Linked DNA regions of Gossypium hirsutum: region 1 is linked to region 2. Evidence: chromatin contacts called from public Hi-C data. All regions are on one chromosome and are shown on one strand. Each heading gives the region's core, a stretch centred on a gene start, on an enhancer-like site or on the middle of the called end of the contact. The rest is flanking DNA. Distances are from core to core; before and after follow the strand shown.

Region 1 (3,970 bases), core at 774-3,273, 44 kb after region 2:
TTACCGATCACGCCACACTGTTAAAAAAAAATAAGTTAATTTAAAGTTGGTAATTTATATTTATTTAATATTAAATTTTTTTATTTAATTCATTTGCATCCGGATAATCATTTATATTTTTTATAAATAAATTTTAATATTTTAGAAATAAATTCTAGTGAGAAAAAAAAAAGCATGTTATTACAATGTAAAGTGATCTTAAATTGGATTTTACAATTAAATAAAATTTTGGTTAATTAGATAATTAAGAAAACTTCTTCAAGCATAATTAAAATTTTAAGTATGAATTATGTTTAGACATTTTTTAAATTGAAAAAAAAAGGGGATCGATTTTAAAATAAAATGGGAGTCGCCACCGATCTTTTATTGTGGTGTGATCGGATCACCTTGAAAATAATTTTAGGTCTGCAAATTTTAAAAAAATAGGTTCGGGAGTCGGTTACGCACGAGGAAGGGTTAGCACCCTCGTGACGCCCAAAATTGGTACCGAATTGATTATTTAATGTCTTAGTGTCGAGAATTTGAAATGATTTTAAAATATGATCTTTGAAGTTTAAATTTGAATAAACCAAATTGAATAATAGACGGACTCATTTTGAAGAAATAAATTGCTACACTCAGTGAGTTAGGGTGCAACTATTCGATCTTTGAAATTAAATATGTCTTTTTTATAATCCATGTATTTTGAGAAGGTTATTTGGTCATTTAAGTCTAATGAGAAATCAAAATCCAGTGAGTTAGGGTTCAATTTCTCGAAATTCCTAAACATCAAACATTGCCTTTATTTTAAAATCGGGATAACAGAATGTCACATTTAGTAAGTTAGGATCCAACATTCTGAAATCCTAGATGCTTCGTTTTAAAATTGGACGGTTTTAATAAAATAAGCACTTGGCTAACTAAATTCATCGAGAAAAATTGGAACCCTGTAAATTAGGGCACAATTCTTTCGAAAATTATGAACACTAGGCTTTTTTAATATGAAATAGAATGAGAAAAGTAAAAATTTTAAGAGAAGCATGTAATGTAAAAGATCAATGATAATTCAAACTTAGACTAAGAAGTAGCCGAATAAGCAATAAATAAATACAAATGAAGTAACAACAATTTTACTCACATTATACATGAATTTACAATAAACTTGGCATGAAATGATCATAGCATTATAGAACAATATTTTGAAACGAATTCGTAACAACTAATATACATTTATTAATTTCATAAAAGTAGTATACAACATAATCATACAAATATACCATACATATATATAAAATTTCATACATAAGTTTTTTTAATGAATTACATATAAATAAAATCGATTTAAAATATCTACATAAACATATTAAAAATTCTTGAAATCCATAATCTTAATAATATCTAATATCATAACGTTAACACATTTTTTAAAATAATTAATAATTCACATGTATATGAAGAATTGTGTTATATGTAAAAAATATTATTATGTAAATATTTGATATATAATATACTAAAAAGATAAACTTTTAAACAAAGATAAAACATAATATACATATAAATTATATCAAATCTTCAAAAATGTGTATTAATGAATAATAAATTAAATATTAACATTTTCCTAAAACATATAACAAAAATAATAATAAAACTATTGCACGGTGAATTTAAAAGATATGATCAATAATACAAAATATTAACTTGTTATATGATAATAATGAAATAAAAAAACTATCAAAAGCTAAATATTAAAATAATACTAAATTTTGATATATATGTCAAAATAGGATTAAATATATTTAAAATCTAATATAAAAATTAAAAAAGAAAGACCAACATGCACTAAATTGAAATCTGACTTAATGTTACGGGACTAAATTAGCAATTAAACGCAAAAAATAAATAAGCAGATCTTAACACTGAAAACGGCGCCGTTTAAAATTGGATCCAAGTGAAAACAAAAAAAATATGCGATACAAATTCAAAGAATTGAAGAAAATCAAATCGAGACTCCACAAAACCAGAGGGACTCGCCACGCAAATAGACCATAAAGGCTGGACGCGCGGATCCTTTCCCGGGTCGGGTCACCGCGCGGATCTATGCCGTGAAACGGCGTCGTTTCCTTTTCGTTATTTAAAACAAAACTTTTTCCTTAAAATCATTTCTACTTCAGTTCTTAAAAAAAAACAAAAAAAGGAGAGTTCTGCTAGGGTTTCAACCTTAACCCCTTTGAACGCCGCCAACGACCAGGCCGATCTTCGCCCGATCTCCGATTGCGACGGAGTGGGCAAAGCCAGGTATGCTGCTCCTCCTTTAACCCCTTTTCTTATATATACATCTATATACCATAACAAAATAGAAGAACAGAGAAAAAAAGCAAAGAAAAATTAGAAGGAAAAGAAGAAGGAGTCACCTTCTTTCGATTTTTATTTCTTTTTTGATTTTCGATACAGTATGCGTTGTGTAAAAAAAAAAGGTTCCTTTTTACAAATCTTGATCGCTTTTATAGCCGGAAATACAAAAGAAATCCCTCTATTTTTTTTTTGTTATCCTCTGGCCTTTTTCTGCGTTTTGCTGCTGTTTTTTTGTGCATGGTTGCTGCTTGCGCTCTTTGTGTGTTGCAGGTGTACGGAGGTCGTACGGTGACGTGGCGCGGCTCGACGCAGCGCATGGAGACGTGGCACGTAGCGGTGATGCACGTGCGAAGGCCTGGATCCCATTGCTGCGGTGCCTGTGATTTCTGAATCTGTTTAGGGTTTCTGTAAAAATCTGGGCTGGTTTTGGCTATTGGGCTGGAATCGGGTGTGTTGGGCTTAGGATCAGGTTTAGGTTTGGGTTAAAAAAGATTTGGGCTCCGTTGTAATAAACTGGACATGTTTTTTTTTGTAATTGGACTGTATTATTATTTATTATTATTTTTGGGTTTTCATTTAGTTTATTGGATCGGGCAAAAATGGGCTCTTACAAATTATTTGGCGAAGTATATAAATATTTGAGTTTCAAATTTTGATATTGTTAAAGTTCTAAACGATTCTGTTTTTGCCTGCTGCTCATAATTCTACCATAAAACTTTGGATGTCCAACCAATTATAAAATAAAGAGAGTGGGCCATTTCAACCACACCCTCATCGGCTACTTCTAGAGCACCTTCATCATTCAAGCATAAATCCTCATACTATTATTTTTTACTAATAATGAATACAATAAATGTTTTGAAACAGCCTCAACCTTATCTCCAGATTAAACAGCCTGTGAATCCTCAACTATCACCACAATACCTAGCATCTCCTAGTTTTTCTCCAATATTGAAAATTGAGATCTGTCCAAATTACTCCCTTGTGCGTCTTTTGGGATAGACATCAATTTCTTGACATTTGTTTCAATATACATGGTCCGAACATCTCAGGCTCGATCGGGTTAGTACTATCATTTTTATGGATGTTAACATTTTTCGGTGGATCCACTATCTCAACCCTTCTAGCAGCTCGACAAAACTCTTTAACATGCATGTATTGGCCACAACCAAAACAAACATTAGGCAAGAATTTATATTAGACTTTCTAGATATGATTCTCCACCATGATATTCGATATTCGATATCAATGTGCTGCATAAAAGACAATAATTTGTGTAAACCACCGTCTTACACCAATTTCCATATTTTAGTCGAATTTATAGACAATGCCAATCATATTGCATATAGAGATCCATCCTAACTAAGAAAACGTATCCAAATAATAACATAATTTGAAAAAGTATAAAGTTGTCAAAAAAATTCTTGACTAGAAAATGCCCAAAAATAGTCCAAGATCCTTTCTATAAAACTTTTTAGTCCTCCTCATGGGATTGGAACTTGGGTAGAGAGTAATCATTGTCCACATCCATCAGTTGCCAAGCCGATTCTGGTTTCCAATAGCTTGCATTCTATTGTAAAGGCTTGAAAAGCCTATCTTCTTTCCTAGAAGCTTCAAGACTACAACTTTAGCCATACTA
Region 2 (4,041 bases), core at 735-3,234:
TGAACAAATTTAACCCATAGAGATTAAGGATATCCTATGAGGGTAACACACATATGACAGTGTCATTGGACAAGCATTTGATAAGTAGTTTTCGTAATGGTATATAATAATAAGAGCTCAGTTATGATACTTTAGTGGAATGACTCCATGACTAAATAATGTTGCAAACAATAGATAAAGGATCAAAACTTAATTACAAATTATTTGAGTCCTAATTATATATGTTCAATATGTCCTTTCGCTAGTTCAGTATAACCTGATGGTTTGTATTTGAATCAATGAGATGAAAATAAATGAACACAACAAATTAGAGAAATGGATTGTATGTATCAATGTTCGTAGTGAATGTGTTTCACGGCTATAAGCCAAAAGATGACTTAGAGATTAAATTAATTTCTTTGAATTATTATTTATTATTTAATTGAATGTAATTAAATAATTAAATTTCAAAGTGAAAATTAAATTAATTAGTTATCACAATTTTATTGAATAAGTTAATTAAATTTATTTAGCCATAGATTCTAGTATGGTAAAGTTGTCATGATTTAACCATGAGGTTTGGTATGGTGCCGTCAGTGGATACCTTCGTTGCGACCCCAAAAAAAGTTATCATAACTTTAATGAAGTTAGAATTGGGTTGAGAAAATAATTGAATTAGGAAATAAATTAAATTTATTTATTTACACAAATAATATGTTGGGAATAGAAATTTGTTTATTAGGTTGATTAAATTATTGAGTTGGTTTAAAAACTAGATAATACATATAATTATACCTAATATACAATATGAGCCCAAAATCCCATATTGTAACATGATGAGCGGCAACCCTAGATCCCATAGGTGGAACAAGGGTGTTGCCACCCACAGTCTTTCTCAATAGGGGTAGGTGTATTTTTCTATTAAAATGTTTTGTTTTTTTTTTGTTCAACTAAGATTCTTGTGATTTCCTCTATAAATAGAGACCAATGGCAAGGTCAAAAGACACACCACATTAAGCTTTGACACTTTATCAAAATTTAGTGAGATTTATTCCTCTAAATAAATTTTAAATCTTGAGAGAGTGACTTTTAGCATCAATAAATTTTTCATTGTATTTATCGGTTCGTGATTAAAGCCTACATTGTAAGCAAGCGTAGGTGTGAGAATAGTGGAAAAGATCACGTTGGTTGAAAGCTGGGAACTTCCTTTACCACCTGTCCCAAAATATAAGTATAAATTTAGTGAAGGGTTTATTGCTATAAATAACATAATAGTTCGGTTTTAGAAAAAAAATTAATTTTCTGTCATGCAACAAAATTATTTTCTAAACTGAATTTTTTCAACGTAAAATATCCTTAAATAATATAATTTATTTTAATTATGAAAAATAATTTTTTTAATTTTTAAAATCGAGATGATGCCTAGTTAACTCGTGATATTTATTTAATTAAAGATTTAAATAATAGTATGGATATTTAAGTTTTAAAGTTAGAGAAGGTAAATGAGTAATGAGCATTCAGATGCAGGCCCAAAATAAACATAATATATATAAAGGCCCAGCAAACATACAAGTCAAAGAGCATTGGAAGTGGATAGAGATGAATTTCTGGAATTCAATTTGAGGGTGGAGGACACGTGGCAGAAGGACCACCTCCCATGTTTCTTGAATTGAAGCCAAAAAAAAAATATTAGTAGTTATCCCGTTGACTCAAAAAATAAAACAGGGAGGGAGGATATAGAGAGAAATTGAGTGAAAGAAAGAAGCTTTTTGAGTGTAAATTGTAAAACTGGAAAAGGGCAGCCAAAGGGGACATCTTCCTCTAAGCCCGTGATCATATCTGTACAAATTTCCAAGAGTTCTAATGTTCCAAACCCACACTACCCTTTCTACTTTCAGACAGCCCTTAATTTAATCAATAAAATTGCCATGAACTAAATGTCAAGTTGCCTTTGGTAGTTGACGTTACTACATCAGTGGATACAAGCTTAGCTACTCTTAGGGAAAGATAAGAAGAAACAATCCAACTCAAATGAGTTAGAGTTTCTACCTCAATGTTTGTATTTTGTAATGGATGGGGTTTGGAATCATCAAACGGTTAGGCTTACATTCCCAATCATAACAACAAAACAAAAATTAAGAATCCAAAGATTAAACCAAGAAAAACAAAGGGATATCGATATGAAATTTCCAACACTGCTACTAAAACATTGCCATTTTATCATCCTTCGTTAGCAGCAAATCATAAATATATATACATATATATGTCAATTTTCATTCATTCAATCATTATCTAGTAGTTTAAATCTATTTTCTTCCTCAACCCATCATTGCAAAACCAAATAGAACCTCAACAGTCAAAACGAATTAGGCATTGAAGACCGATTAAGCTTCCATGTTGAAAACCACCGGAGCCACGTTCCTAGCCATAGCCACCTCTTTCTTTATTCTCCTCTTTTCTCCCCCTCCAAAATCATATTATCACTCGCTGTTTATATCCAGTTCCCTGTCCGATAATGCCTCCATATCTCACCACCTCCGCACCCTCACCCGCCGCCCACATGTTGCAGGCTCCCAAGCCAACGCTGAGGCTGCATCCTATGTTCTTTCAACACTCTCCGCCTGCAACATCAAGGCACATATCGTCTCCTATGATGTTTTATTAACCTACCCATATTCACGTTCCTTGACTCTGACACCTTCTCCTTCAGAACCGCCTATAACTTTTGATCTCAAGCAGGAAATATACGAGGGTGATCCCTATGCAGATGTGGCTGATGAAGTGCTGCCTACTAACCACGCATATGCCAAGTCTGGTTCGGTTGTCGGGCCAGTGGTTTATGTGAACTATGGGCGGGTGGAGGACTACGGGACATTGAAAGAAATGGGAGTGAACGTTACTGGTACTGTGGTTTTGGCGAGATACGGAGAGATTTATAGGGGAGACATTGTGATGAATGCGTTTGAAGCTGGTGCTATTGGGGCACTGGTGTATACTGATAGGAAAGATTATGGAGGTGGGGGAGGTGATGCAAAGTGGTTTCCCGATGACAAATGGATGCCGCCGAGTGGTATTCAGGTGGGAACAGTCTATAATGGGTCTGGTGACCCCACTACGCCTGGATGGGCTAGCAGTGAAGGGTGTGAGAGGGTGTCAATTGAGGAGGTGGAGAGCAGTGGAGATGTTCCTTTAATACCATCGATGCCGATATCAGGTGCGGATGGTGAAACAATCTTGAGGTTAATTGGTGGACAAATTGCAAAAGATAATTGGCAGGGAAGCATAGATGCCCCAACTTACAGAGTTGGACCAGGACCAGGAGTTGTGAATCTCGAGTACAATGTAAGCATTGATGAACTTGAATTCGGATAGGTCAACCTGTCAAAATGAACCACAACTTAAATGGTCAATAATGGGTTGGTTTGCTTGAATGAGATTTTCAGGGGAAACAAGTCATAGCAACAATTCAAAACGTCATGGGTGTTATTGAAGGAGTGGAGGAGCCTGATCGGTAAATTCAGAAACATATATGGACATTGCTGCATATGAATTACTCACATTTGTGTTGGATATTCACTATTATTATTAGGACTTAACCTAATTCACCAATGAATATAGCAATCGACTAAGCAAACACTATGACTAGCCAATGATAAGAAGACTTTGGAATAATTAAGAGCACTTGTTTTATAATGATATCCTATTGCTAGGTTCGTCATTCTGGGCAATCATCGTGATGCATGGACATTTGGAGCTGTTGATCCCAACAGTGGTACTGCAGCACTGCTAGAGGTGATTATAATCCCATTACATCCCACACTTTCTACTTGGCAAAGCTAAAAGCAGAGATTTCACCCTCGGGACAAATTGTGCATTTCAGCTGAATTCCCCATCATGCAGGTTGCACAAAGACTCCAGAAACTACAAAGAAGTGGTTGGAAACCACGACGAACAATTATTTTGTGCAATTGGGATGCTGAGGAGTATGGCTTGGTCTGTCTTGCCTGGTTATCTCTCGTATGCATCTGTCTTTATTGCCTCTTTCTGAACTGAAATATAAGC

Evidence for each region. A called contact is a pair of places that touch in the nucleus more often than the background predicts.
Region 1: a Hi-C map of leaf shows a contact between it and region 2, with 1.7 times the contacts expected there. The contact joins the enhancer-like site here to the promoter of LOC107901163 in region 2. A contact is called at or near these places in 12 of 34 Hi-C or Micro-C datasets (callus, cotyledon, fibers and 3 more).

The regions. Positions count from the first base shown.
Region 1 is chrD06:12,374,043-12,378,012 of Gossypium_hirsutum_v2.1, forward strand. No RefSeq gene overlaps it. Among protein-coding and RNA genes, the nearest start is that of LOC107901161, 25 kb to the right of the region's middle. Within about 2 kb of position 2,024, at least 9 of the 9 cell types and tissues checked have an H3K27ac peak or open chromatin away from gene starts, as enhancers often do. A contact at or near this core is called in cotyledon, fibers, hypocotyl and 1 more, where this site is marked.
Region 2 is chrD06:12,329,670-12,333,710 of Gossypium_hirsutum_v2.1, forward strand. LOC107901163 (probable glutamate carboxypeptidase LAMP1) reads left to right here and starts at 1,985. Exons shown (of 12, transcript XM_016827057.2): 1 at 1,985-3,321; 2 at 3,423-3,490; 3 at 3,690-3,771; 4 at 3,880-3,972. The coding sequence starts at 2,374.